3 separate regions of the Mus musculus genome follow, and regions 1 and 2 are each linked to region 3. A link is a contact called in public HiChIP or PLAC-seq and promoter capture Hi-C data. All regions are on one chromosome and are shown on one strand. The core of a region is the stretch at or near the end of the contact, and the rest is flanking DNA. Distances in the headings are between cores, read along the strand shown. Region 1 overlaps Pak4 (p21 (RAC1) activated kinase 4). Region 2 holds the start of Zfp30 (zinc finger protein 30). Region 3 holds the start of Fam98c (family with sequence similarity 98, member C).

Region 1 (3,790 bases), core at 129-2,628, 570 kb before region 3:
AAAAGCAAACAGTTCAATAAAGTGAGCAGAAGCCAGAAGACTTGTCACCGAAGCAGATCCACAGATGGCAGATAAGCACACCGAATGTTCAACAGCATTAGCCATTAGCCAGAGAGACACGCATTAACGCGACTGCGAGACAGCGCTACACATTTACCACAAGAGTTAAAATAAAAAATAGTGACAGTGCAAGCGCTGGCGAGCCTGCCGAGAAGCAGGGCCCTGCTTGTGCTGCGCTGCTGATGGCAGCGGGAAATGGCGCAGCCACTCTGAAAAGCAGCCTGGTATCCTCCTTAAAACCTATAACTGTCACACTACCAAGCAATTACACGTTGGGGTATTTGTCCCAGAAAAACGAAAATTTATACTCCATACACAAACCACTCTGGGAACGTTTACGGAGGCTTTCCTTGTAATAGCCAAAAAACTAGAAAGAAGCAGATGTCCTCCATGGGTGGATGGTGCGACACCCTGGGGGATCCATGAGTGCCACCCAGCAACAGTGGGGGGGGGGGGCGGGGGGTCCCAACATGCACAACCATCTGCAAGCATCTCCCAAGAACTAGGCTGCATGGCTGAAGACAATTCCAGAAGGTTCTCTGTGGAAGGATTCCTAAAATGAGAGAATTATAAAGCTGGAGAAAGGTTAAGGGTGGGAAGGGGTGTGGCTGGAACAGGCCTCAGAGGGGAGGGACGCTAGTGATGGAATGTTCAGCCTTGATCAGATCAAAGTCCACATCCTGATGGGGGCCCTGGGTGACTCTGCAAGCTGTTCCGACTGAGGGAAGATGGAGGAAGACTGTGATAGATCTGGCTCATAACGCCTTACAATTGCAGTGTGAACACAGGTACCTCAAGATATAACTTTACTTAAGAACATTAGCAACTTCTTTAAGTGACAGACCTGCTCCCATCTTTTGGCCTTTGTTTTGTTTTGAGACAAAGCTTCATTAGGTGATCCAGGCTGGCTTCAAACTCATGACTTGCAGAAGTGGAGTGCAAGGACCGCACCCATGACCACACTTACATCTTTTAGGGTAGAACACGCTCTTCTCGCCTTCTCTCCGCTTCTTCTTCCACAAACCAGTTCCTATTCCAGGCCTCAGCCTACAGATTTCCCCCTCCAGGCAGCCACTTCTGGTTTCACAGATGGGCGTCACCATGGCAGCCCTCACTCTGCTGGCCCCCTAGAGCAGGAGTTCTCACTAGTGCTGGCCCTCAGCCTCACCCAGCATGAAGGGACAAGTGAGTGAAAGGCAGTAAGGACAATATTGTTGTGGCTGCCAAGCTCTGGATAAAACCACTACAGAAAGCTACCTCTGGGTGTGTCTAAGAGGGTGCTTACACACTGGTTAGCTGAGTGGGGAAGAGTCTTCCTAAATGTGCAGCACCAGTCCATGGGCTGCAGTGTGAAAAGAAGGGGACAGGCTGGAGACATGGCTCACTGGTTAAGAGAGCTTACTGCTCTTCCAGAGGACATGAGTTCTGTTCCCAGCTCTCATGGCCCACAAATACCCATGACTCCAGAGAATCTAACACCCCCCCCCCACACACACACACACATACCCTCTGAGAAAGAGTGCCAGCACTCACCACTCTCTGCTTCCTGAAGGCAGACATCATATCAGCTGCCTTACTTTCTGCCTGGTGCCTTCCCTGCCATGATAAACTGCTCAATCAAGCCCGAGCCCAGACAGACCTCTCCTTCCCTCGGCTGCCTCTGTCAGGTGTTTAGGATACCAAGCAGAGATGTAACTCCCACAGCTGCCACTGAGGACACTAAGGTGCCAGCTCCCGGGTGCCTCACTGTGATGAACTAGCCTGTACACAGATTCTAAAATGGGAAAGTGAGGCTCACGGAGGTGGGAGTAGGGTTTGCACTCCAAACTACTAATCCAGTAGCAGAGCTTCCAACCTGGACCCTTGGGAGCAATCACTACAGTGGCTTCCCTGAGGGGAACCAGGGTGGCACAGGGTCAGAAAAGAGACTTCCTGCTGGCGCACGGTCCCTCCAGGAGAATATCACAGCCCCTTTACAGAGCACAGGACTGAAACTGATCCCCATCCTTGGAAGAGCCAGGATCTCCCAAGTTCTCAGTGCCGGGCTGGGTGGGAGGCAGGTGGAGGGGCCTGGGCAGGACGAGCCCTGAGCCGGGCCAGGCTGGAGAACACTTCTGCTGGCATTTCCTTCACTGGCTGGAGAGCTCTCAAGAGCAAAAGACCAGAGAGCAAGCTGTGGCCAGGAGATGCCAATCTCATGCCATTCCCACCTAGGGAAAGATGTGGAGTGCTGCAGCGACCACAAGGGGTGGTCCCTGGGTGGAGGACCCAGCACAGCAGGTGCCTGGTTCTCTGTTCTCCTTTGGGCAGTAAAAGGGAAGGAGGGAGGCTGCAAGCGTGAGCTAGCTCTCCTAAGAACTTACTTCTGGAAAGGAACTTTTCTGGCAGCTGCCAGCACTTCTCCCCTGTTCTGGGTGGAACATGGGATATTTGCTTGATACCTAGGCACTGAAGAGAACCCAGAAGTTTCCACACTTTGTATAGGGTTAGACTTTGCATTGTAGACTAAGCTGAGCCCTCAACCTTCTGCATATGTGTTGTGTTGGCTCAGTCCCTCTGCCTCTAGCCCATTCCTGCCTACACCCTGCCTTTTCCTTAAACACAGCAGGCCCCTTACATCCTGCTGCATTGGGGGACAAAAGCTCAGAGACAGATCCCTAGAACCCTCAGAGCCCAGGCCACAAACACCTCGCCATACACTTAGGCACTCCCAGGTTCGACTCCTGTGACATAGAACATCCTGGTCCGAGTATCCCTGTCCAGACCTGCTGTAGCTAGTTCCACAGGGTAGAAGAAATTATTTTAGATCAAATAAACTGTCCTGAGGGCAGTGGCAGCCCCTGGTGGCTCTTCTGTGCCCATGCTAGAGACATGGGACAGCAGTGAGGCCAGCCATAAGATGTGTGAGCCCCATGCTATTATTGCACAAGGTATGGAGGAGGGGGCATGAAGGCTCCATTGTTCAGAGGAGGAGCAGGAGGCACTCAGTGCACCTCACCACTCTTTTGTTCTGTTGCTCAACAATGTTTGTCTGTTTATAAGACAGTCTCCCTACCCTCCCAGCCTGGGCTGGAACTTTCTGGAGGTGCTGGAAACACAGGTATACATCACTACAGTTTTCTTTTCTTTTTTTTTTTCCCTTAAAAATTTTTATCCTCAAAGTTTACTTGACAGTTGTGCAAACATCAAGTCATTAAACTATTAAACCCAGATGTTCACCCACAGCTATAGCTTCAAAATTGTGCACATGTACACATACACACACACAAACACACACACACGAGAGAGAGAGAGAGAGAGAGAGAGAGAGAGAGAGAGAGAGAGAGAAAGCAAGAGGGAGAGAGAGAGCGAGAGCACGAGAGCCAATGTAGAGATGGAAGGCGGCTCAAGAGGCCTTGGACCTGGTCTAGACCAAACTGGACAGAATGACAACTGGAACTTAGTTGGGAAGTGTGAGACTATTATGGGATTCATGTCAAGAGACAAATCTGAAAACTTCCTGGCTAAAGTACATAGTGCTCAGAGTTTGTTTTAAAAGGATCGGGACCACAGATAGCAGCTATTGTAAGTGGCGACAGGGACCTGGGGCAGGTAGGAAGCATAACATATGTCCCATGTTTATGAAGGTAGATGCCCAGATTATAGGAAATCTGTGGGAGCATGGCCCTCCCCGGCCACAATGTAACAACAGCAATGGGGACACTAATGACCCCTAATGACACAGCAACAG
Region 2 (3,405 bases), core at 671-3,170, 630 kb after region 3:
CTGTCAGGCACAGGGGTGTTAGGAACCAGGAACTGGACTGGGTCCTCTGCAAAAGCATGCTCTTAATCACTGAGCTGTCTCTTCAGCACCTTCTTGTGTTTTGAAACAGGGCCTTGCTCTGTAGTTTTTTTTGTCTTGTATTTTATGTGAATCAATGTTTTGCTTACATGCATTGCCAGTTGCCCATTGAAACCAGAGGAAGTCATTGCATCTCCTGGTATTGGAGCTACAGACAATTGTGAGGCACCATGTTAGTGCTGAGAGCTGAACCTGGGTCCTCTGGAAGAGCAGTCAGTCCTTTAAGCACTGAGCCACCTTTCCAGACCCCTCAATTATTAAATGCTATAATATTTAATAATACTAATCATCATCATCCTCATCAGTGTTAGAAACCTATCAGAAGACAAGCTACCCAATAACCCAGGGTGGTGCCTAATACCTGTAATTCCAGCTGAATGGAGAAGCTGATTCAGCAGAATCACAAGTCCCAGGCCAGCCTGGGCTGTCGTTCAAATAAACAGCCCACCAATGTCAGGCTAAAGGGGCCCCCACAAACCAAATCTTGGGAAAAAAATAGGCATCAAAAAGAATTAAATTAACTATAACTCATTAAGAATCTATGCATATGTGCTGTTGAGACTAAATTAAACGGGCTAAAGGAAAGCTCTTTCTAACATAACTCTCTTAGGGTTTTATTGCCGTGAAGGGACACCATGACCAGGGCAACTTTTATAAAGGAAAACATTTAATAGGGGCTGGCTTGCAGAGGTTCAGTCCACCATCGTCCTGCGGGAAAGGTGGAGGCTTGCAGGCAGATGTGGTGTACCTTGGGCATATGTGACCTCAAAGCCCCGCCTCTACGGTGATGATACACTTCCTCCAATAAGGCCACACATAAAATCACTACTTGGCATGGGCAAGCATACAAATGCATGAATCTATGGGGCCATACCTATTCAAACCACCACAAGAACATAAGAATAACATGAAAACCCAATCGATTATTCTTTCAGAGAAGCCCATACTGCGATTTCAGGTGCCGTCATTCGGAGCCCCTCTCCTCATGCTAAAGCCTAAAACCCCAAGCCTAAAATAATAAAATAAAATAAAAAGCCGGGTGGTGGTAGCGCATGCCTTTAATCCCAGCACTTGGGAGGCAGAGGCAGGTGGATTTCTGAGTTTGAGGTCAGCCTGGTCTACAGAGTTCCAGGACAGCCAGGACTATACAGAGAAACCCTGTCTCGAAAAAACAAAAAAAAAAAACCAACAACAAAACAAAACAAACAAACAAACAAAAAACCCACAAAACAACAGCCACAACAAAAACTCAAGCCTGCTTTGTTAAAAGAAAACCACGTCCGAAGTGGTGGTGCACACCTTTAATTCCAGCACCACGGAAACAAAGGCAGGTGGATCTCAGAGTTCCAGGCTAGCCTGGTCTACACAGATTCCAGGCTAGCAAGGGCTGCATAGAGAGAGTTTGTCTCAAATAGAGATTTAAGAAGAAAGAAAAACTGGTTAAAAAAAAAAAGAAAAGAAAAAGAAAAAACTCAGGTAGAGGGCGGGGGTGTGGTGGTGTGTGCCGTTAATGTCCACATTCAGGAAGCTTACTGGAGAATCACTTCAATTTCAAAGTCAGCCTGGTGTCCACAGAGAAAACCAGGGTCATTTAGAGAGACCACAGCTTTAAAAACAAACAATAGATGCCCAAACTAGTATAAGTGGTTCAGCCAACGCTCCACGCTGGACCTCAAAGCATCTGGGGGTTAGTTTGTTCAACGCCAGAGCTACTGCTGTAGGCCTAAAGACTTGGCCATTTCTGCCCAATCCTGGATCCTGGAACCAAACTCCCTCTGTCCAGGCCTGCACAAGATGCTACCGAAGGCTCCCCGCCTCCCTGCGGCTCCCTTGTGCGCATGCGCATTGAAGCAGCGAGAAAGAGACACACACAGCCCCACCTCCAACCCCCTTCCCCTGACCAAGAGCTAGGGGCCTGGCTCGCAGCCTCCGCGGGGCTGGAAGCCCAGAACCTAGTCAAAGAAGCTAGTGGCAGTCGGACTCTCAGGCTTGAGATCTGATGTCCCAGAGCCTTCAGTACCACGGTCCCGTCCGTAGCACTTTGGTGCCGCCGCTGCAGCGCTGACCGCGCTGGCAACCCACCCTCCCGGGATACCCGTCAGCTGGGTGGTCCCCGGTCTCGTGCGGCCTACGCTCTTCTCCGGGGACCCGCTCTGAGGACCCCTGGGACTCAGGTGGCCCGTTCGTGGGTACAGCTGCCGTGCTGACGCGCTGCACCTAAACCCCGGCCTGGCTGTGGACAAGGACCGAGAGGGAAGGCGGGGGCCGCGACTTGCACGGTGGAGATACCCTGTGCAGAACCTTAGATTCCCGGCGGGCCTGGGGAGCAGAGAACCGGGGGACACCTCGGACCTAAGGCTGGGCAGCCCCGGACTGGTAACTGGTGAAGCAGAGTGGCCGAAGCAGCAAACTCGGGCACGGGTGACTGTGGGCTGCTGTAGTCTATCTCGCTTGCTGGGATCATACGGATGGGGTCAGCCTGGAGCCCTGAAGCTTGGAAGGGGATTCTGATCAATTTCAGAAAAGCGTAGGGGTGAGGCCAGAGGACGTGGTGGCATACACCTGACTTCTCGGGATTTGGGAGGTGGAGGCAGGGGGAGTAGGCGCTCAAGGTCATTCTCTACTGCCTAACGTTGGGTTGCAAGAGAGAAAAAGAAAAGAGAAGAAGAAGGAAAGAAGAGAAAAGAAAAGAAACAAGGCCTGGAGTGTCTGCCAGTCTTCAGAAGAGACCCTAGAAGCCAGCAGCTACTACTTCTGTTTAAAACAGAGATTATGTGTGAGTTTCTAGAACTTCTGTGTTCCTGTGAAATGCTTGAGTTTTTGTTTTTCGTTTTTGGTTTTTTGTTTGTTTGTTTTTGCTGTTGTTGTTGTTGTTGTTTTGAGTATGGATTTTTTTAATTTCCTTCCCTTTGAAAGACGTTTGTGAAAATGTTTTATTCAACTGTGAGTGGTGTCACTGCCACTCCACTAGGACCAAGTGTTCAAGGCCAGCCTGGGTTACATTGAGACCCTGTCTTTAAAAAAAAAAAAAAGCGAACTATTCATTGCTTTGGGTCTGAGAATTTCCCTGCATTTTCAGTGGGCAGAGACTTAATCAGGATTCCTCTTTGAGTGCGCAGCGCCTGCGGTTCTATGGTTATGTAGCACCCACGTGCTATACATTTAGATGTCCTGTTTTTCTTAGGATTCTCTAATACGGAAATATGTCTGCTAAAGTCTGATGTGTGATTGGTCAAGGACGAGCATGTATTTAAATGATTGAGGTGGTGGCTGGAGGGACCACTGAGGCATTTCCTCAAGCCCCTACACTTTTCGGGTTTTTTGTTT
Region 3 (3,571 bases), core at 562-3,061:
TCTTGTTATGGTCCCCACACCTCTGCCCGGTCACCCCAGTGGAAAGCAGATGTTGTGAGGTCAAGGCGCTTCAGGAGGAGGCAGCGGCGGCAGCAGTACTGCTCTGTCAGGCTTTGGGACAGAGACTCCAGGGCTTCCTGGAAGGAAAGGTCTTGGTCATGCCCAGGGTCCCGTCTCTGGGTAGATACTGTTCACAGCCATCTGCACATGTTCTCACCCATCGGGATGCATCCAGCTGCGAGTTAAGGAGGGGCTTCATGGACTCCGGGGGCAGGGACGGCAGCAGCTCAGAGATCTGGTGGGAGAATCATTAGAAGCCAGTGAGACACAAACAGGATGGACCTTCTCAGGGGCTCTAGTTTCCCTCAACCCTGTGAACCTGGGTCTCAGAAGTGTTAACGACTTTTGCCAACTTGACAATTGCTATTGGATATAGGCGTGCCCAGCCCACTCTGGGCCTGGGCTGTATAAGAGGTAGCTGAACAAGCCGGGAGGCATGTGCTAGTAAACGGTTGTCCTCCATGGCTGGCTTGAGGCTTGGGTTCCTGCCTCAGTTTCCTTCAACGGTGGGCTGTAACTTGTGAAGGGAAACAAACGGTTTCCTCCCCTAAGCTGGCTTTGGTCAGTGTTTTATCACAGCAAAAAGCAAATTAGAACGAATGGCCACTGTCGATGGGTCATCCTTTTTAGAGCTGGTTTTGAAAACAGGCTCCTTTCCACAAGTAAGGTACCTCAGGAGGAGACTCTCTCTACCTTGTCATGAAACTCCCGAAGTAGCTGGCTAGCCAGGGTTCCACGCAGGGGTCTGGGGAGCCCCAGGGCTTGAAGAGTTAGCGTCAGTTCCTGAACAACGCCATTCGCCTTCTTTGTCCCTTCTCCAAAGGATGGCACAGGGCTAGAATCCCGCTGGAGCCTTAGATGCAAGAGGCGGGCAGCCTGGAGCTCAGAGCAAAGAAACCCTAAAAAGAGGAGTAGATCCCTACCCAACCAGAACCTTGGCCCTTCCCCCAGAGTAAGCCTCACCCACCGACAATGGGGGATGTGGGTCCACTTCAGAACCACCCAACTGGCGTTTAACTCAACGCATTAAAGTTTTCAGAGGCCTCTGTCAGAATTCAAGCCAAGCCTTAATTAACCCTAGCCTATCTACCTGCGGCCTTCAAGCTCGCCGCAAAGCTTTGGCCACACCCACGGGAGTCCAGTCTGAGCGTCAGAGCCCGCCCCATTCAGAGGCCCCGCCCACCGCCACCACCCTGGGCCTTCCAAGCTCGCTCACGCAGCAGACGCAGGCCGCCGCCGGGCTCCCGCAGCACGGTGGCGCAGTCTCCGCCGCAGAGCGCGCGATCCGGGCAGTGCAACGCCCGCAGCCAGCCGGCCAACTGCCGCAGGAACTCTTCCTCTGTGTCCGGGCCTGCGGGAGGAAGAAGCCATCAGGAAGCAGCGGGTTCCGCGGCTCTACCCGCCGTCCACCCAGCTTCTCACGCACCGTGGCCGGCGCCCAGCACTGCGGTGCCCTCCTCTCGCCGCTCCAGAGCTCCCAGAGCCGTCAGCTCGGCCGCCAGCCGCGCGCACAGCGCCCTGAAGTCTGCACACGCGGGACCCCGAGACGCCCCCTCCGGGAGGGCATCGTACCTGCGGCGGGGCACGCGTCAGTGCGAGTCCCTCTGCGTCCGCGTCCCCAGGCGAGTGCGCCCTTCCCGTACCCCCAGGCCACACCACCGAATCTTTTACCCCAGTGTCAGAAGGTCACCCGCTACCATGGCCCCATCCATGGCAACTCCGTCTGCGGACCCGGTGCGCGCGCCCCCTTCCGCCAGGGAAAGGCTCCGCCCCCTCTTCCCTCCGCCTCCTCTCTCCCGCTGCTATCCAACCATATTCTCGTGCGAAGGCGCTTCCACGCTCCTATTGGCTTGGTCGCGCGCCACGCGCACCCTTCAGGTAACTTGTCCAGTGTAAATTTTATAGCTTGAGGTTTGGATCTACGAGGTCGCAGGAGGCTCGGGTGTCCCTACTGTCCGACTCTCAAGAAAAAAAAAAAAAAAAAAAAGCAAAAAGCAACTTATTTAACTTTTATACTTTTGGAGGCAGGGTCTCGATTTATACATTTATGTAGCTCAGGCTGGCTTCTTAGTCCTGCTTCCTCCTTCTGTTTGCTGGTTGACAGGCGTGTGACACGCCCAGCTGCCCTTTGTTCTTAGTGCACCCCAGACCGAAAGTCCCATCCGACTTGTTTTTCTTCCACTTTAGGATTAGATTTTCAGCACGTCTTCACATCCACTCTCCCACCTCAGCCAGACCCTCCTTCCACCTCACAGTGGGTCCAGTGTTAGCCAGACTCTCTGCCTCTGTAGGCCTTCGAAAGAAAAAGCAGATGCCATTGAGAAACTCCATCCTAAGGGGGAGGCAAGCCGATGGGACTGGGGTTGACTCCATTTGCCAGCTAATGTTTCTGCCAAACTGGTTTTTTCCATCTATGCGATTGGGATCCAAGGGCAATAAAGTATATGTTTTATGTGCCTGAATGTCGTGTGTGTGTATGTGTGTGTGTGTGTGTGTGTGTGTGTGTGTGCGTGTGCATGTGTGTGCGCGTACCTTGTGCCCACAGAAGTCAGAAGGCTTACAATCTCCTGCAACTGGACTTCCAGGACTTCCAGGTGGTCGTGAAGTCTTGTGTGGGTGCTGGGAACCAAACCCAAGTCTTCTGCTAGAACAAGTGCTCCTAACCACTGAGCCATCTCTCCAGCCATTAATATATTAAATGGAATCTGGCCTCACTAAGACCCTCCTATCTTAGCCCCCCAAGATCTGGGACTATAGGTTTGTGTCACACCCAATGTTTCAAGCACTCATTTTTTTTTTTTTTTAAGATTTATTTATTGTTATATGTAAGTACACTGTAGCTGTCTTCAGACGTACCAGAAGAGGGCATCAGATCTCATTACGGATGGTTGTGAGCCACCATGTGGTTGCTGGGATTTGAACTGAGGACCTTCAGAAGAGCAGTTGGTGCTCTTACCCACTGAGCCATCTCGACAGCCCCCTCAAGCACTCATTCTTAAAAGTGTGAGGATTATGGTCCATATGTTAAGGTGCATCCTTAGTTAATAACAAGTAAAGCCGGGCGTAGTGGCGCACGAATTTGATCCCAGCACTCAGGAGGCAGAGGCAGGCGGATTTCTGAGTTCGAGGCCAGCCTGATGTACAGAGTGAGTTCCAGGACAGCCAGGGCTACACAGAGAAACCCTGTCCAAAAACAAAAATCCAAGAAGTCGGGGAACTGGACTTGCTGCTCTCTCAAAAGCTGGCTCCCAGCACTGACCTCTGGGGGTTCGTAAGCACCCGAGGATCCACCATGCTCTTTGGCCTCTTTGGGCATCCCTGCAAACACACATGTACATAAATACAAAATAATGTTTCAAAACCAGATCTGGTGACTTAGACATGTGTCCTCATAGGAAGATCACCACAAGTTCCATGTATGTGGCCCACAAGCACCAGAAACTCCAGGTCACATGCATGGAGCCACATATAATTTTAAAATATTAAAAACAAAACAAAATCCTTGGGCTAA

The links. Promoter capture Hi-C pulls out the DNA fragments that hold promoters and counts their contacts. HiChIP or PLAC-seq counts read pairs in DNA pulled down with a chosen protein or histone mark.
Region 1: an HNF4G HiChIP or PLAC-seq map of pancreatic cancer cells shows a contact between it and region 3. The contact joins the enhancer-like site here to the promoter of Fam98c in region 3. A contact is called at or near these places in 1 of 39 promoter capture datasets (erythroid cells), 1 of 484 Hi-C or Micro-C datasets (embryonic stem cells), 2 of 115 datasets of contacts at active chromatin or transcription factors (bone marrow-derived macrophages and pancreatic cancer cells) and 1 of 9 other capture datasets (adipose tissue).
Region 2: a contact with region 3 is called in a promoter capture Hi-C map of liver, with 2.0 times the contacts expected there. The contact joins the promoter of Zfp30 here to the promoter of Fam98c in region 3. A contact is called at or near these places in 2 of 39 promoter capture datasets (erythroid cells and liver).

Annotation. Positions count from the first base shown.
Region 1 is chr7:28,582,998-28,586,787 of GRCm38.p6, forward strand. All of the region lies in intron 1 of Pak4 (p21 (RAC1) activated kinase 4), which reads right to left. Among named protein-coding and RNA genes, the nearest start is that of Pak4, 13 kb to the right of the region's middle. Within about 2 kb of position 1,379, at least 74 of the 459 cell types and tissues checked have an H3K27ac peak or open chromatin away from gene starts, as enhancers often do. A contact at or near this core is called in adipose tissue, bone marrow-derived macrophages and pancreatic cancer cells, where this site is marked.
Region 2 is chr7:29,782,048-29,785,452 of GRCm38.p6, forward strand. It overlaps Zfp30 (zinc finger protein 30), which reads left to right and starts at 1,921. Exons shown (of 5, transcript NM_001360208.1): 1 at 1,921-2,854.
Region 3 is chr7:29,154,399-29,157,969 of GRCm38.p6, forward strand. It overlaps Fam98c (family with sequence similarity 98, member C), which reads right to left and starts at 1,812. Exons shown (of 8, transcript NM_001146023.1): 1 at 1,732-1,812; 2 at 1,487-1,632; 3 at 1,277-1,411; 4 at 754-959; 5 at 218-295; 6 at 21-137. The coding sequence starts at 1,772. It also overlaps a transcript of Spred3 not described here.